Linked DNA regions of Mus musculus: all the other regions are linked to region 1. A link is a contact called in public ChIA-PET and HiChIP or PLAC-seq data. All regions are on one chromosome and are shown on one strand. The core of a region is the stretch at or near the end of the contact, and the rest is flanking DNA. Distances in the headings are between cores, read along the strand shown. Region 1 overlaps Pik3r5 (phosphoinositide-3-kinase regulatory subunit 5). Region 2 holds the start of Stx8 (syntaxin 8). Region 3 overlaps Stx8 (syntaxin 8). Region 4 overlaps Myh10 (myosin, heavy polypeptide 10, non-muscle).

Region 1 (3,456 bases), core at 436-2,935:
CCTGCATCCTAGCCCTAAACCCTTTCTTGGGAAGAAGAGATTTTTCTGTACTCTTCCTGTTGCAAGCTTATTCATTTGCTGGGGATTCCATAGACATGCATTTGTTAACCTCTTACAGTGTAAGGGACCAGTGTCTATGTGAGGTCCCTGGACATAATGGGTTGCAGGCATGTGTTGAATAACATTTCCATTGATAATGAAATGGATAGACCATGGTAGTCCTTCACCGTTATAATGAAGTTGACATTTTTCTATTGCCTAGTGATGTGGCTGTCCCAGAGCTGGAGCATACCCCATTACTCCCTGGTTTGTGATGATGCTGGTGTACTACTAATCATGTGAAGGGCAAAGTGCGTAACTATGTAAGGGGTAATACCTCCATAATGACAATAAGTGATCTGTGTCACTATTCCTGGCTTATGAATTGACTATAGTCTACTTTTAAATATTAGCTTGGAGTATCTTCCTTCTACCTACAAAAAATATTGACTATCAGACAGCATGCCGTATCACACCAGAGGTAGCCTCCTGTGCTCTCTCCCCACATTAGTGTCCTGTGGTGTCTGCATGGCTACCAAATTGTCGAGTGGTGCATTCCCCACACCATAGCCTAAGGATGTGCTTTCCCTGTTGAAAGTAACGTATGACCACATTCAAGTCATGATATGCACAGCCTGCAGCTCAGTTTCATGTGGCTCAGCAAGGTGCATGTGTCTATGTGTGTAGCGTGGTCATTAGATTCCCCCCAGTTAAGGTACCTGCCAAATAGGAATAAGGCAGAAAGGACAAGACGTCGAAATGCCCTCCTTTCCTCTTTCTGCAGCTCCCTGCCTACATCCTGCCTCTGTCGTGCCTCTTTGGGGGTACAGGTACAGGAGGACAGAGCTGGGCAGCAGGCTGGACTTGCTTAGATGTGGATTGCCTGTAGCCTGAGTGAGCAAAGTGGAATCCTCGGCTTGGCAGGACCCCACAGGGAAGGTGACATTTTTCCAGGGCCCGGAGCGTCAAAGTGTGCATGAAGAGTAATGTGGGGTTTTGATGGTAGAACAGCAAGAGATGGATGTGGAAGGGCTCTGCTGGAGACAAGCAGCTTACTGAAGGGGTTCAGGCAGAAGGCAGCAGGCACGCTTTCTTGGGGGAAGCCAAGAGAGAAGGCTGGAGGTTGATCTTCAGCCCCAGACCAGGGCCTGATCATCCATCCCTCCAAGGACTGCACTTGGGAGCCTTGTAAACCTCTGTGAGAACAGACAGACAGACAGTGAGGCTGGGGATTGGGTAGGATGGGACCCCTTGTGGGAAGCTTCCTGAGTGACCTTGCTTCTGCTTAATTTATCTGCTTCCTGTTGCCAAGGAAACCCAGCTCCAGTGGTCTTTCCTGGAGCCCTTACACCATCTTACTAGAAATTCCCAGGGAATGTAGTTTGGCCTGGGGGTGGGGGGACTCCCCCACGTAGCCCTCCCCAGACGCTTCTCTGAGAATGGAGATCTTTCTGTTTCTTTATCTTAAGGCTGACACGGGAAGGTAATGTGACGAATGTGACTGGACGGGATTTGAAGCAGCTGTGGGAGGAACAGGCAGATAGTAATGGGTTGAAGCCTGCCGAGCTGGCTGTGGCAGGGAGTCCCCTGGCCCTGCTCCTCAAGCTGCAGAGTCTTGAGGTGTTCTGACACATCCTGTGCCCCAGCCCACCGCTGGCTGCTCTCGAAGCACGGGCCAGATGTGCAAATTCTGCGGCTGGGCCGGGGCCAGGGCAGTACAGCTTGCTTTTCTTGGAAATCATCAGTGATTTGTTAGAAAAACAGGAAACCCTGGGGCTGCCGGTGTGCATCTTGACTTTTCTGTTTTTGTTTTTTGAGTTCCTTTTATCTATGTTAGGCCCAGGTTGCCATGCAGCCCAGCCCCGCAATGCTGTCTCTTAGCAATCGTTGCCTGCCCACCTTCCTCTTTTCTTCTTCCTTGGGCTTCTGCAGCCTCGTCCTTTAGTCCCAGGGACTGATACAGAGACAGGTCAGATGAGATAACCATGGAAACATGATGATGGATATCAAGTTAGACCACTTCTTCTGTAAGGTCTGGAGTAGGCACCTGAGTGTGCCTCCCTCTGCCTCAGCCCCAGATCTATTCACCCACCCGTTGACTGTGGTTGGGCTAGAAATAAAGCTGCCTCTGCTTGTGGGACCTGCTGTCGCTGGGCATCTGGAGTGGCTACCACTGACCTCCTGCTGTTCCTCGTATGACATCACCATCACAGGAAGAGCTTCATCTCTGCCTGGCTACATAGGAGCTGGAGGAACTCTCAGATATCATTCTCTGTTCGTGGGACCACTGCAGCTGAAAGAGAAGAGTCTTTCCAAGGGTCTGGAATACAGAGGACAAACATGGAGGAGACAGATTGTAGTTGTGTGTGCATTGGATCTTTAAGAAAGTTCTAGAAAGTGCTGCTGTTTCCTAGAGTCACCTATGGGGTTTTCCCTGAGTCTCCTCAGGTCAGGGGTAAGTGCTGAGGATGTCTGGTGGTTGATTTACTCAGACTGCTTTGCTGCCGCTGTTCACCCCATAATATAACAATGTGAAAAGCCCTGCTCATTTTGAAGATGCAGTGGCCCAGAAATTATCCAGCTTGTCTTGTCTTCCACTCTCCAAGCAGGGCCCTGGGGCATGAGCTGGTCTGTGCCCATCATGAGAGGTCCAGACAGAGCTGTTGCCTGTCTTGCATTCTCTGCAGATATCTACCCCTGAGTTTTCATTCACTGCTGTAGTCTTGACACCATACTCCACCCTAGGGGAGCCGGGCTCAGGGACTGCTGTTTTGAACTCATATAAGAAGCCTGATGTGAGTGAGAGTGGTTAGAAACTCACCCACACCACCCTGGGGTGTTGCTTGGCAGAGGTATTGAACTGGTTTAGGGGAGAAACCAGAAAGCAAATGGACTGGGGGAACTCTGGACTGGACAAGGAGAGGGGCAGCCAGGTCATACCAGGACTTCAGGACACAGTGAGCATCTACAACTGATAGCAGCCCCCCAGGTCCATGTCCTCATTCTTCAGGGTTTCACAGCTACGGGGCGGGTGGGAGAGGGGGAGGAGCAGAGATTCTCACCTGCATCTGTGCCTGGGGCCCATGAGAGAGGATGGAGGACAGGTGACATTTCTAACTGAAGGCTAGTGTTTCCTTTCATTATGAACATAGTCAATAAGCCACAGTCATATCAGTAGCACCTGCGTCTTTGTAAGCCACAGAAGTCCAGATGTGCCTGTGTGCGTCGCTCCACAGCGTTTGCAGATAGCTTTTGTCATTTGTGCTTTTTTAACATTTTGGAGTGGTGGTGGAAGTTAGGCTGACTGCTGGGTTGGTTATTTAATGTGTTAGTTACATCATTTCTTTAGAAATCAGCTGGTTTAACAATGGTTAGCGATTGTATTTCCATAGTGCGCTGCTTACTTACCTTGTTGCT
Region 2 (3,456 bases), core at 650-3,149, 480 kb before region 1:
CCACGCAGGTTTTTTTGTTTGTTTGTTTTTTTTTTTAAGCAACCCTTTTCCCAAACTTTGATACACTTTAAGATTCTTTCCTTACTGTGTTAGCAAAAATTCAGTTACAGGCTAGAGAGATGCCTCCGTGGTTAAGAGCATGGGCTGTTCCTCCGAAGGACCAGGGTTCAATCTCAGCATCCATATGGCAGGGCAAAATACTAATGCACATAAAGTAAATTACTTAAAAAAAAATCAATCACAGATCTTGTGTGTCTTTGCACTGACCGGCTCACCAGAATATTTTTTTGCAGTTCTCCAGGGATCACTTCTTATCGGTAATATTTGTCCATCTCTACAGACAGTGTTGGCTCAGATACAGAAAACGCTGGCTTTCAATTAAAGCAGCACAGAGCAACGAAGACTCAAGAGTTAATGCCAGGAGCGCTTAAACCTTTATTTACTCTGTAATCGTTCCGCACCGCATCCTTTCAACGGTAAAGCTTTCAGGCACTACATTCGTTTTAAAAAATCAATTTTCCCCCTAAAATTTAACTCCTTGCCTTTTCGCTACACGCCAAACACGACCCCCAATCACAGCATTTCTCTCTCAATATTTACCACGACAGTCACAAATAAAGTGTGAGCACCACAAGAAGGCCCCTCCAGAATTAAAAAGGTTTCTCCCTTAATGTCCTACTTCCCTTCTATCCTGGTCTTAAACCTTTGAGTTCTTACTTTGGGAAAGACCCTTATTCATACTCCTACCGAGTTAGGCTCATTTGGTCTCTGGAGGAGCTTTATCTGAGCTCTTACACCCATGCCAGTTCCTGAGGCTCAGGAATGAGGCCCAGATCTGCCACCATCCTGGGGCGGGTGGTGCCTGGCCACACTCTTGCCGCTATTCCCACTGCCTCTCAGGCGCTACCAGGTCAGCGTCTCACTGTCCCTGAGGCATCAAATCATGGTTGCTCAAGGTCTCACCATTGAAGCCGATCACAGCCTGAAGCTCCAGTTCTGCTACATCCAGCTCGGGTAAAACTTGTTCTTCCATCCTGGAGAGTTTCAGCTCATTGATTCTTCAACTCCAGGGTGCAGCGTCTCCTGGTCGTCATGGTAACTGGCGCACGCATGCGTGCTAGGTTCATGCAGGAGCAGAAACCCAGCCCACTGTGTTTGAGTTGATTTCCCCTCTTGCAAATGTTGGGAGGACTTCCTTAGTATGTATTTTATCCATTCTGGAAATGTAGGTGGTAGGTTGACGCTAAGTGCACAAGGTAAATTTCCTCCTCTCCCGTGTACAGGTCTGTGACTTTTTAAAAACTATACAATTAAGCCCCTCGTGATGATTATTAAAAATAATTGAACACAGAATAATTGAGCACAGAGAATTGCCTATGATGAATAGGTTGCTATAAAAAACATGGCATTGATACTTCTTTTTAAAAGAAAAATTTAAAAAAATCACTAAAAACGTTTTAGTACAGTATGCAACTATTTTTATGTATGTATGTATGTATGTATGTATTCATGCATGTATGGTACATATGTTGCCTGTATGTATATTTCCTGCCTCAGCCATCCAAGTGCTGGAATTCCAGGCTTGAGTTATCACACCCAGCTTGTCTTGCTGTTTTGAATTAAGAAGAAAAATACAGAGAGCCGGGGTTGACGCGTTTCCATTCCCTGGGAAAATGTTTTGATTCTGCTCAACAATTTAACTATTTTTCTTGCGTCCAGCAATTCATGTGAATTAACAAAAATAGATTCTTGCTACCCACTCCCTTAGGGGTGCGCTCTGGGTAGCGGGGACGTCGTTCTGAGGTCAATTAAAACAGGTTTCACTTTGCAAACTCTGGGCTCGGGTCGCGCACTCTCCGAACTGCGGGGAATGAGCCGCACGGGCCGCCGTAGTCAGCTGCTACGAGCAGGAAGTGTCCCAGCTGCGGGCGGAGACTGCACCATGGCCCCGGACCCCTGGTGAGTTGCCGGTGATGGCAGCAGAGTATGGGGATTAACTTGGGGGTGGAACTGGCTTCCAGGGACTGGCAGAGACCCTGCCCATCTTTGAGCTTGAGGCTGGCGGCCTTAGGGATGAAGATCAGCGAGAATCCTCCCCCTGTTGAGGGGACTCAGCCACGTACTGCCTACTCGGTGCTAACTCTGTGGTCCTAGGGTAGGCTATGACCTGGGGGAGCTGGGACTTGAGCAATCGAATATTTGCCCCCCTTTTCTGGGGCTTCTTGCCCATCATGCTTGTGGCTGACTGCATGCATAGACTTCCCCAGGCTCCTGTAAAAGTGAGGTCAAAATAACCTTTTGGTGGGGTATCCCTTCACCCAGTAATCCCCAGAAAGGTTATAAACTGAAGTTCACACTCCATGGTCACCAGTTAGTAGCTAGTTGGGCACGGGTGCTATGGGCTTTTCACAGAAAACTTGTAGGACATTGGGAGGGGAAATTTTGCACTTTTCCTGCATCAGTAGCATGAAGACTTATGTCAGCACGAAGTAGGAAGTGCCTGATAAGGTCCATTTATTCAGCAAAGAGACCCCAAGGAGAGAATGATGAAAAACATCTTTGTACAAGGAACAAATTGCTATAAAGTCCTGACCTTCCTGATGAATAATTTATAACACTGCATTCCTATAAAGTTTGTGTTGGAGAATATGCCTTATGGTGGTGTTTCCGGTACAATTTGTAGTTGTTTGATGGCAGATAAATTTGAATATTAAGAGAGTGGATCCCAAGGTCAGAATTAGAGTTATCTGGGATCTAGGCTATTTGGGCCAGTTGCTGAATTGTTTGTTGTTGGTTTGTTTTTCAGTGTCTCGGGGAGCCCAAGTTGATCTTGAATCCCTGACCCTTTTGCTTCAGTCTCCAAAATGGTGGCTCTGCTACCAAGCCCAGCCAAGTGCTGAATTTTGTCCTAAAGTTTTAACTATTGTATACACCCCTGGTAGAAAATTGAGAGACTGCTGAGTATCTGAAGGGAGTAAAAAGCACCCCTATCCCTCGGAAGCAATCAGTGCTCACCTTTTTTTCCAATGCATTTATTGTTTGGATCTATATCCTGCTTGTATTTTACAAAGCAGGGAGGGAGCATTTCTCCATGTCCTTAAAAGGTAGTCTTAAAAACATGATTTTTAATGTGTATCAGTGCATCATCTGAGTGTACATAACTTATTTCAAATTTTAGCCCGGTTGTAGAACGATTGTTTAGCACACGCAAGACACCCTGGGTTTGGTCCCCAGCAAGACCAGAAAGCTTTCAGCTGGCAAACGAGAAAGCCGCTGAGTCAAACAGTTAAGACTAACAGTAAAAGAGTTGAAATGCTTCAGTGTCTTGGGTAAAATTCTCCCGTAAGTCTGATCTCATTAGACCCCCGTGCCACGCTGTGCAGAGAATTGACTTCTGCTCATCTGTCCTGCTTGCACTATACCTTCCTCCCAGGACCACCGCGTGGCAGAACGTGC
Region 3 (3,456 bases), core at 330-2,829, 430 kb before region 1:
CAAATTATTGCTAGATCATAGACTTGAGGACAGTGAATACCGTTCTTGCTAAACCTAGAAGCTAGGCCTTGTGACAGCCAGTTACCTAAGGTTAGCCCAATAATTAAGCAGTAGCTTGGGATACACATAGACCTTAGCAGAGGTAATTGTGGTGATGACAGGAAGTTTGCCTCCTGAGGATCAGGATAGAGCAGAGGAAGGAAACAGTGGTCAGTACAGGCTACTGTACCCAAGTCAGACTATAGGATGTGAAGTGTGCCTCCTCCCCAGCTCCCATCACCCCCTCCCCACCTCCTGCTGTCTTAGGAGTCTGTTGGTGGAGTTCCTAAGTCAGCATAGCTTGGTCTCCATTATTTTGTAGCTGTTCTTTCTAGCTTTGCGCATTTGCTACAGACTTCCTGGTCCCTCTGCTGGAATCTGACCTCAGGGTCCTGTGCACGCTGGGCAAGCGTTCTACAGCTGATTCCCATTTCTAGCCTCTTCCTTTTTGTTGTTAACATGGTGATGATCTTTTGCTATGGGAAATTTCAAATGTATTAGAGTAACTTGTATTCCTTTCCTTATCCTGCTTCAGTAATTATCTCCCCATACCTAGTTTGGTTTTATCTGTGTGTATCCAGATACCCACCTCTAGGATTGTGTATATGTATATATACATATGGCACACATTCCCATGTTTTTCACACATGTGAAGGTTAAAGGTCACTTTGGGTATCATTTTTCAGAAACTGCCTACCTTTTTGCTCCTACTGGGACCTGATGCCTGCCAGGTAGCTAGGCCGGCTAGTCAGCAAGACCCAGAGGACTCCTGTCTCTGCTACCCCAGTACGTGGATAATAAGCACATGCCATAACACCTAGCTTTCACTGTGGGCTCTCGGGACTGAACTCTGATCCTTATGCATATGCCCTGGGATTATTTTTATAGTGAACTCCAGACATTATGTCATTTTAATGGTGAATACTTGAGAATATTCTATCTAAATACTATAAAATATGTTTATAAAATATAAGGACATTTAAAAAGAAATGTTTATTTTTTTAAATTATGTATACATCTCTGTGTGTGTGTCTATGTGCACATGATAATCTAGATACCCATGGAGTCTAGAAGAGAGTGGCAGATCTGCTGGAGCTATAAGTGAATATAAGCTGCCCAGTGTGGGTGCTGGGAACTGAATTCCAGTCCTCTGTAAGAGCAGCCTGCGCTCTTAACCTCTGAGCCATCTCTCTGTGCTCAGGACTGGTTTTTAAAGACTACAATGCAATTACCACGCCTGCCAAATGAGAAATAATTCCTCAGTCCAATCAAACAGCCAGACAGTTTCCTATCTCTCTGTAGTATTTCCTCTAGACTCCTTGGTTCAGGGTATGAATGTAGGCCATCCATTGTCACTAATAGGTATATCTCTGAAGTGTTTTAACAGTATTAATGATCTTATTTCAAACTATTTTATTTTCCTGTGCACTTTCTTTGTTAAACAGGATTGTTTACTCTGTAGTTTCCCCTTAGCTAGTTCTTGCAGTGCATTTCCCATATGTTGTTCAGCATATTCTGTGACCTAGATATTTTCTGTAAATTGGTAGGATTTAGTGGCTTGCTTAGAATTGGGCTTGTTATTTTTGGCATAATACTTTCTGATGACTCTCCCTTTGTTTTTTATCTACCACCACCAAACTGTCCTCCCACAGTTGAGTGATTCTTATTTAGAGGATGGTTTTCCTGAATGTCTAAAATAGGAAGTATCTCCACACCTAATGGCTCCACGGGGACCCTCAGAAATGATCGTCTTAGTGCTCCCACAATAAATTAGCACACATATAGTGCATTACTCACATCGCTACAGTTTGAAGGGCAGAAGTTCAGTTTGGGTCTCCAGGGGCTCAGATCAAGGTGTCAGCTGGCTGCTTTCCTTTCTGGAGGTCCAAGGGCAGAATCTGTCCCATTGCCTTGTGCGGCTTCTAGAAGATCCCCATTTCCTTGACTCATAGCTCCGTCTTCAACGCCAGCAACTGCATCTCTTTAACCCTCTGTCATGGCTCCCTCTGACAGGCTGGGCAACCTCTGTTTCTCAGAGCTAATAGAATTGTATTGGGTCCACCTAGATTCCGCAGCCTCATCTCCTATCATACGCCTTCATCTTCACCACATCTGCAAGGTTGCCTTCTCCATGGAAAGTAGCATAGCTGCAGGTTCCAAGGATTAAAACCTGGACAGCTTGGATGTGTTGGTGTGTGTGTGTGTGTGTGTATGTGTCTGAGTGTATATGTATGCACATGCATGTGCATGTACATGCTTTCCTTTTTCCACGGTGATCCAGTCTTAAAATCTACACCGCTGTAAAGTTGAAGAACGACTCAGGGTCTGGTATGTTGCAAGCATCCCATTGTGACACAGCACCACGGCCTTCAGCCTTGGCCCGTGTGACAGAATGCGGTGGATTATGGAGAATGAGCTGTTACAATGTCCCACCTCTGCTGTTTGTAAGTCGATCGTCTGCAGTGAGTCCTGGCTTATTTTTGTTGGAAGCAGCCTTTTATTTTGATTATTACTAAATGGTGAAACCATTGCCTCTTAGAAATGTCTGTTTATAGCTCAGAGGAGCTTGGGTGATTGACATGATCATTTTGAGCTGCCCAGCAGCTTTGGCGTCTGGACTGTGGGATGACAGTTGATTATCCCAGAGTTACACAGTGAGGAGGTGCTCTAGTTGATGGCAATCACAGGACTAGGGGAGTTTCTCCTCTCCTTCCTGATATGCACTAGGGAGAACTTTAGGAGACGACGAACTTGGGAGAAAAGGTGAGCGTAGCTATTTTTTACTAACAATTTGTATTCCGACTGAATGAAAAACAGTGTCAGCACTTCAGTGTCTTTTCCTAGCTGACAGCCTTAGAGGCAGTTGCTTTCCGCTTTCATCCATTTTCCCATCATTTCACAGGGCACTGACCCTCAGTCCACCTATGGATTACTCCTTGGGTGCCTTTGGACTTTTGCTGTAGCATAGACGTCCCTCTGCAGTGCGAGTTTGATGATAGATTTATCTTGGAGGCCATCCAGGAGGCTGCTACTAAGGACCAAGAGGACCTCATTATAAAGTGATTTTGCTGTAAAATTGTGCCTTAGAGTGCTCCCTGGACACAGCAGGCTGTTTATAGCCTTTAAAAAGTACGCTGTGTCAAAAAGTGTCACCAAGAGGTCCTTGCCTCACACCTTAAGTTTAAATAAATTCCAGGCGAATCAAAGAGCTAAGTATAGTGATTTAATTCTGTAAAAAAGAGTGATACAAAACTGTAAGTAGATGCTGGCGAGCTCCGAGCGAGACTCTGTGCTTCTGCTTCCCTAGATAAGCCATTGCGTGACGCAGTCATTTCACAAATGCAAACGTGGAGCTGCATTTTAGTTCCTGTCAGTGACGCTGCTTCTTAGTGTGCCAGGGTAAACCCTCATGATAAA
Region 4 (3,456 bases), core at 306-2,805, 270 kb after region 1:
TTTACCTTTCTCAGCCGCATCCTGCAGCCTTGCGAGGTGCTTGACTTGTTTAGTTTGTGCCTGCTGTTTTCACACCTAGAACACGAGCTTCTCGGAGGTGCTTACTACCTTGTGTACACATTCAAATACTTAAAATTTATCTGAACTTGCAGACCCACATGTCTAGGGAAGACAGAAGAGATACAGTATTAATAACGATCAGTGGGGGAAAACGATTTGATCTAATTTTTTTTAGGTACTCAAAAGTTAATACTTTAATAAGATTTCTGTTTAGCCTTTTGTTACATTGTCCTTGGCAAGCATGAGATGCTAATGATTATTTAATGTTTTCTTTCTGATGACTTAATTCATATTTGTGAGACTTTGTAATCCTTGTCCTCAGAAAACTGCCTAAGACATGTTGGACTTGGTTCTGATTAAATATGTGTCCTGTTCCAATGGCTTACCTCTGCCAGCCACAGTGCAGAGTGTGGCTCCTGATTTGTGTATTTTAGTTTTGAAGGTTTTGTTGTTTTTCATTCTATAATTATTTACCTCTTAAAAACATAAAGTGCAAGGCCACATGCAGTGGCGCACGCCTTAAATTCCAAGCACTTGGGAGGCAGAGGCAGAGGCAGAGGCAGAGGCAGAGGCAGAGGCAGGTGGATTTCTATGAGTTCAAGGCCAGCCTGGTCTACAAAGCAAGTCCAGGACAACCAGGGCTACACAGAGAAACCCTGTATAAAAACAAAACAAAACAATAACAACAACAACAAAACCCCCTGAAGTGCAGATGCTGTAGTATCTTGCCAGGCTATGACCTAACTTTTGACTGAAAAATTATGTTGTATTTAAGAATTCATTAATATGTGGTTATAACTTATTACTGTTATAACATAAACCCATTAACAATTGAGTTTGACTTCCTTTGTTCATCCTTAATAAAATACTTATAAAATTAAGTCTATTTTGTAGTGGACACTTTAAAAGCACAATGATGTTTCCATCTATGCATACTTTGTGTATGTCAACTGTAGCTATCACAAACATGTGTCATACTCATAATTCCTTCCAGCTTTTTGGAATACATGGTCTAAAGTCACCTCATAGTGCAGTAGCTATTCTGTTGCTGTAAAGTCATTTTTATTATCTTTGCTTGTTTTTTGTCGTCTGAGACTGGATTAATTATTGGAAGACTTGCCTGGAAGAAAGTGGAAGAGGGTGGTCTGGGAAGGCCAGGAGCAAGCTAAAGTTGCCGGAGTCTAGGCAAACAAGGCCAGGAGTCTGAGGTAGCAAGAGTGGCAAGCCATGGATCCATCCAGTCTCAGGCAACCACATAAGGTCAGATGAAGTCACACCAGTGGCCTCTAGTCAGGGGCCATCTCACTGGCTTCCCACTTCTGAGAGTGCATTAGAGCCTCAAGGAAAGCCAGAGAGCAGTGACAGAGATGGTCTGGTCACTTGGATTGTCTTGGCAAGCTTTCCTCTTGTTTTAGAATTAGTAACTGCTGCATTCAAAGCAGAGTGGTCCCTAGAGGGCTTTCTGCAGCAATTGCCAAGGATTCAGGCCTTATGAACACAGCTGTTCATTACAGTCCCCTCAGCTGTCCCAGGGGAGCTGGCCACAGAGCTTCAGCAACACTCCTAATCTGCCAGCCACCCCCATCTTCTTTAAGAGATTTGTGTGTCTTTATTTTATGTGTATGAGTGTTTTGGCTGTGTGTTTTATGCGTGTGCACCATGTGCTTGCCTGGTGCCGTGGAGGCCAGAAGAGGGTGTTAGATCCCCTGGGACTGGAGTGACAGACCGTTGTGAGCTGTTATGTGGGCGCTGAGAACTGGAAGAGTCTCTCTTCAAGAGCAGCAAGTGCTCTTAACCACTTACTCATCTCTCTGGCTCTTTGTAGCATCATGTTGCTGGTTATTTGGGCTAACCAACTAAAAGGTCTGTCTCATATACAGCCAAAAAGAGTGTCCTTTCCAAATGCCACAGTCCCCAGTGGCCTGGCACATCTGGAGCAGGGAACATATCTGGAGCCAGCAGGTTTCCCTATCTTTGTTTTTTTCAGTAGTGAGTTTTATAGAATATTGTCAGAAGTCGGTCTGAAAAGATGAAGAGAAGTGTCTAGCATGCCATTTTTTCTTCTTTTCTGAAATGTATGCTATTTTATTATTTCATGTGGAGAGTATTTTGCCTGATGGTATTTATGTACACCACGTGTGGGCTGAGTGCCTGAGGAAGGACTTCAGAGAGGGCATCAGATCCTCTGGGACTAGAGTTATAGATGGTTGTGAGTCACCACGTGGGTACTTCGAATTGAACCTAGGTCTTCTGCAAGAGCAGCCAGTGCTCTTAGTCGCTGAGCCATCTCTTCAGCCCTACTGTCATTTCTGAATGAAGGCTACCATGTGGTCAGGAAGGTTTCCTGAAGTCTTGTAATCCAGGCCATAGATTACTGAGGAGCATTTGGGTTATTGTGACAATGTTTACCATACTTAAAAGTACAAAACTCAATGTTTATTATCACATTTTAAAGTGATAAACCCATATAAAGTTAAGTTATTTTTTATGAAAAAATTTTAATACCAAAAGAGCTGCAAAGTAAATACTTTTTTTTCTTTTTTTGTAAATTCCTTCAATATCTTAGCAAAAGAGTTGGATTCTCATATTTGCTTCTGTATTCTATTTTTTGTGAAGTTACTTGAAAGAAATTTGGCTTTATGCAGATGTTTGAGAATTTGGGGGCTCCGCAGTGTAGAGCATTTGTTGCTCTTCTGGTTTGATTTCCAGCATCCATTGTGATTTGCCCACAACCATCTTAACTGTAGTTCCAAGGGATCTGATGCCCTTTTCTGACCTCCATGGGCACCAGGAATCCACATGGCGTGTATACAAATGTGCAAGCAAAACATTCAAACCCCTAGGATTAAACAACTCTACAAAGAACATTTTAAAGGGATATTTTAATCACATTTCAGATAAGTTGGGAGTATTCTTGCTTGGCATTATACTCAAACTTAGCAAATGGTATTTTAAAGATTAACTGTAACTTGGAGTCTAAATAACACTAACAAGTTTTTTTGTTTTTGTTTTTGTTTTTTTTGAGACAGGGTTTCTCTGTGTAGCCCTGGCTGTCCTGGAACTCACTTTGTAGGACCAGGCTGGCCTCGAACTCAGAAATCCGCCTGCCTCTGCCTCCCAAGTGCTGGGATTAAAGGCGTGCGCTACCACGCCCTGCAACAAGTTTTTTTTAACTTGTGTGTTTGTGAGAGATTAATTGGGGACAGCAAAGGCTGATGATATGGTTGTGAGCTGTTGAAGTTGTGAACTGTGTGGTGTGTGCATTTTACAGGGGAGGGTCATTCACAGAATTGATTTCAGGAGAGTGCCCTAAGTAAATGCTGTTAAACTCCGTGGACTGTGTAGGAAATTGTCCAGGTGAGATGACTTAACTTGGGAGATAAGATGAGTTGTCTG

Evidence for each region. ChIA-PET counts read pairs in DNA pulled down with a chosen protein or histone mark. HiChIP or PLAC-seq counts read pairs in DNA pulled down with a chosen protein or histone mark.
Region 2: an RNA polymerase II ChIA-PET map of memory CD8 T cells shows a contact between it and region 1, with 10 read pairs. The contact joins the promoter of Stx8 here to the enhancer-like site in region 1. A contact is called at or near these places in 13 of 39 promoter capture datasets (3T3-L1-derived adipocytes, the C10 cell line, the HPC-7 cell line and 7 more), 10 of 115 datasets of contacts at active chromatin or transcription factors (bone marrow-derived dendritic cells, embryonic forebrain, embryonic midbrain and 5 more) and 3 of 9 other capture datasets (adipose tissue, embryonic stem cells and liver).
Region 3: an H3K27ac HiChIP or PLAC-seq map of large pre-B cells shows a contact between it and region 1, with 3 times the contacts expected there. The contact joins two enhancer-like sites. A contact is called at or near these places in 1 of 484 Hi-C or Micro-C datasets (embryonic stem cells) and 2 of 115 datasets of contacts at active chromatin or transcription factors (the NIH/3T3 cell line and large pre-B cells).
Region 4: a contact with region 1 is called in an H3K27ac HiChIP or PLAC-seq map of the NIH/3T3 cell line, with 4 times the contacts expected there. The contact joins two enhancer-like sites. A contact is called at or near these places in 1 of 15 datasets of contacts at CTCF or cohesin (the NIH/3T3 cell line) and 3 of 115 datasets of contacts at active chromatin or transcription factors (the NIH/3T3 cell line, large pre-B cells and memory CD8 T cells).

What each region holds. Positions count from the first base shown.
Region 1 is chr11:68,449,701-68,453,156 of GRCm38.p6, forward strand. All of the region lies in intron 1 of Pik3r5 (phosphoinositide-3-kinase regulatory subunit 5), which reads left to right. Among named protein-coding and RNA genes, the nearest start is that of Pik3r5, 19 kb to the left of the region's middle. Within about 2 kb of position 1,686, at least 64 of the 459 cell types and tissues checked have an H3K27ac peak or open chromatin away from gene starts, as enhancers often do. A contact at or near this core is called in adipose tissue, memory CD8 T cells and regulatory T cell precursor, where this site is marked.
Region 2 is chr11:67,964,559-67,968,014 of GRCm38.p6, forward strand. Stx8 (syntaxin 8) reads left to right here and starts at 1,900. Exons shown (of 8, transcript NM_018768.3): 1 at 1,900-1,959. The coding sequence starts at 1,943. Cfap52 (cilia and flagella associated protein 52) reads right to left here and starts at 1,084. Exons shown (of 14, transcript NM_027963.2): 1 at 964-1,084. The coding sequence starts at 1,033.
Region 3 is chr11:68,015,977-68,019,432 of GRCm38.p6, forward strand. All of the region lies in intron 5 of Stx8 (syntaxin 8), which reads left to right. Among named protein-coding and RNA genes, the nearest start is that of Stx8, 51 kb to the left of the region's middle. Within about 2 kb of position 1,580, at least 13 of the 459 cell types and tissues checked have an H3K27ac peak or open chromatin away from gene starts, as enhancers often do.
Region 4 is chr11:68,717,741-68,721,196 of GRCm38.p6, forward strand. All of the region lies in intron 2 of Myh10 (myosin, heavy polypeptide 10, non-muscle), which reads left to right. Among named protein-coding and RNA genes, the nearest start is that of Myh10, 28 kb to the left of the region's middle. Within about 2 kb of position 1,556, at least 33 of the 459 cell types and tissues checked have an H3K27ac peak or open chromatin away from gene starts, as enhancers often do.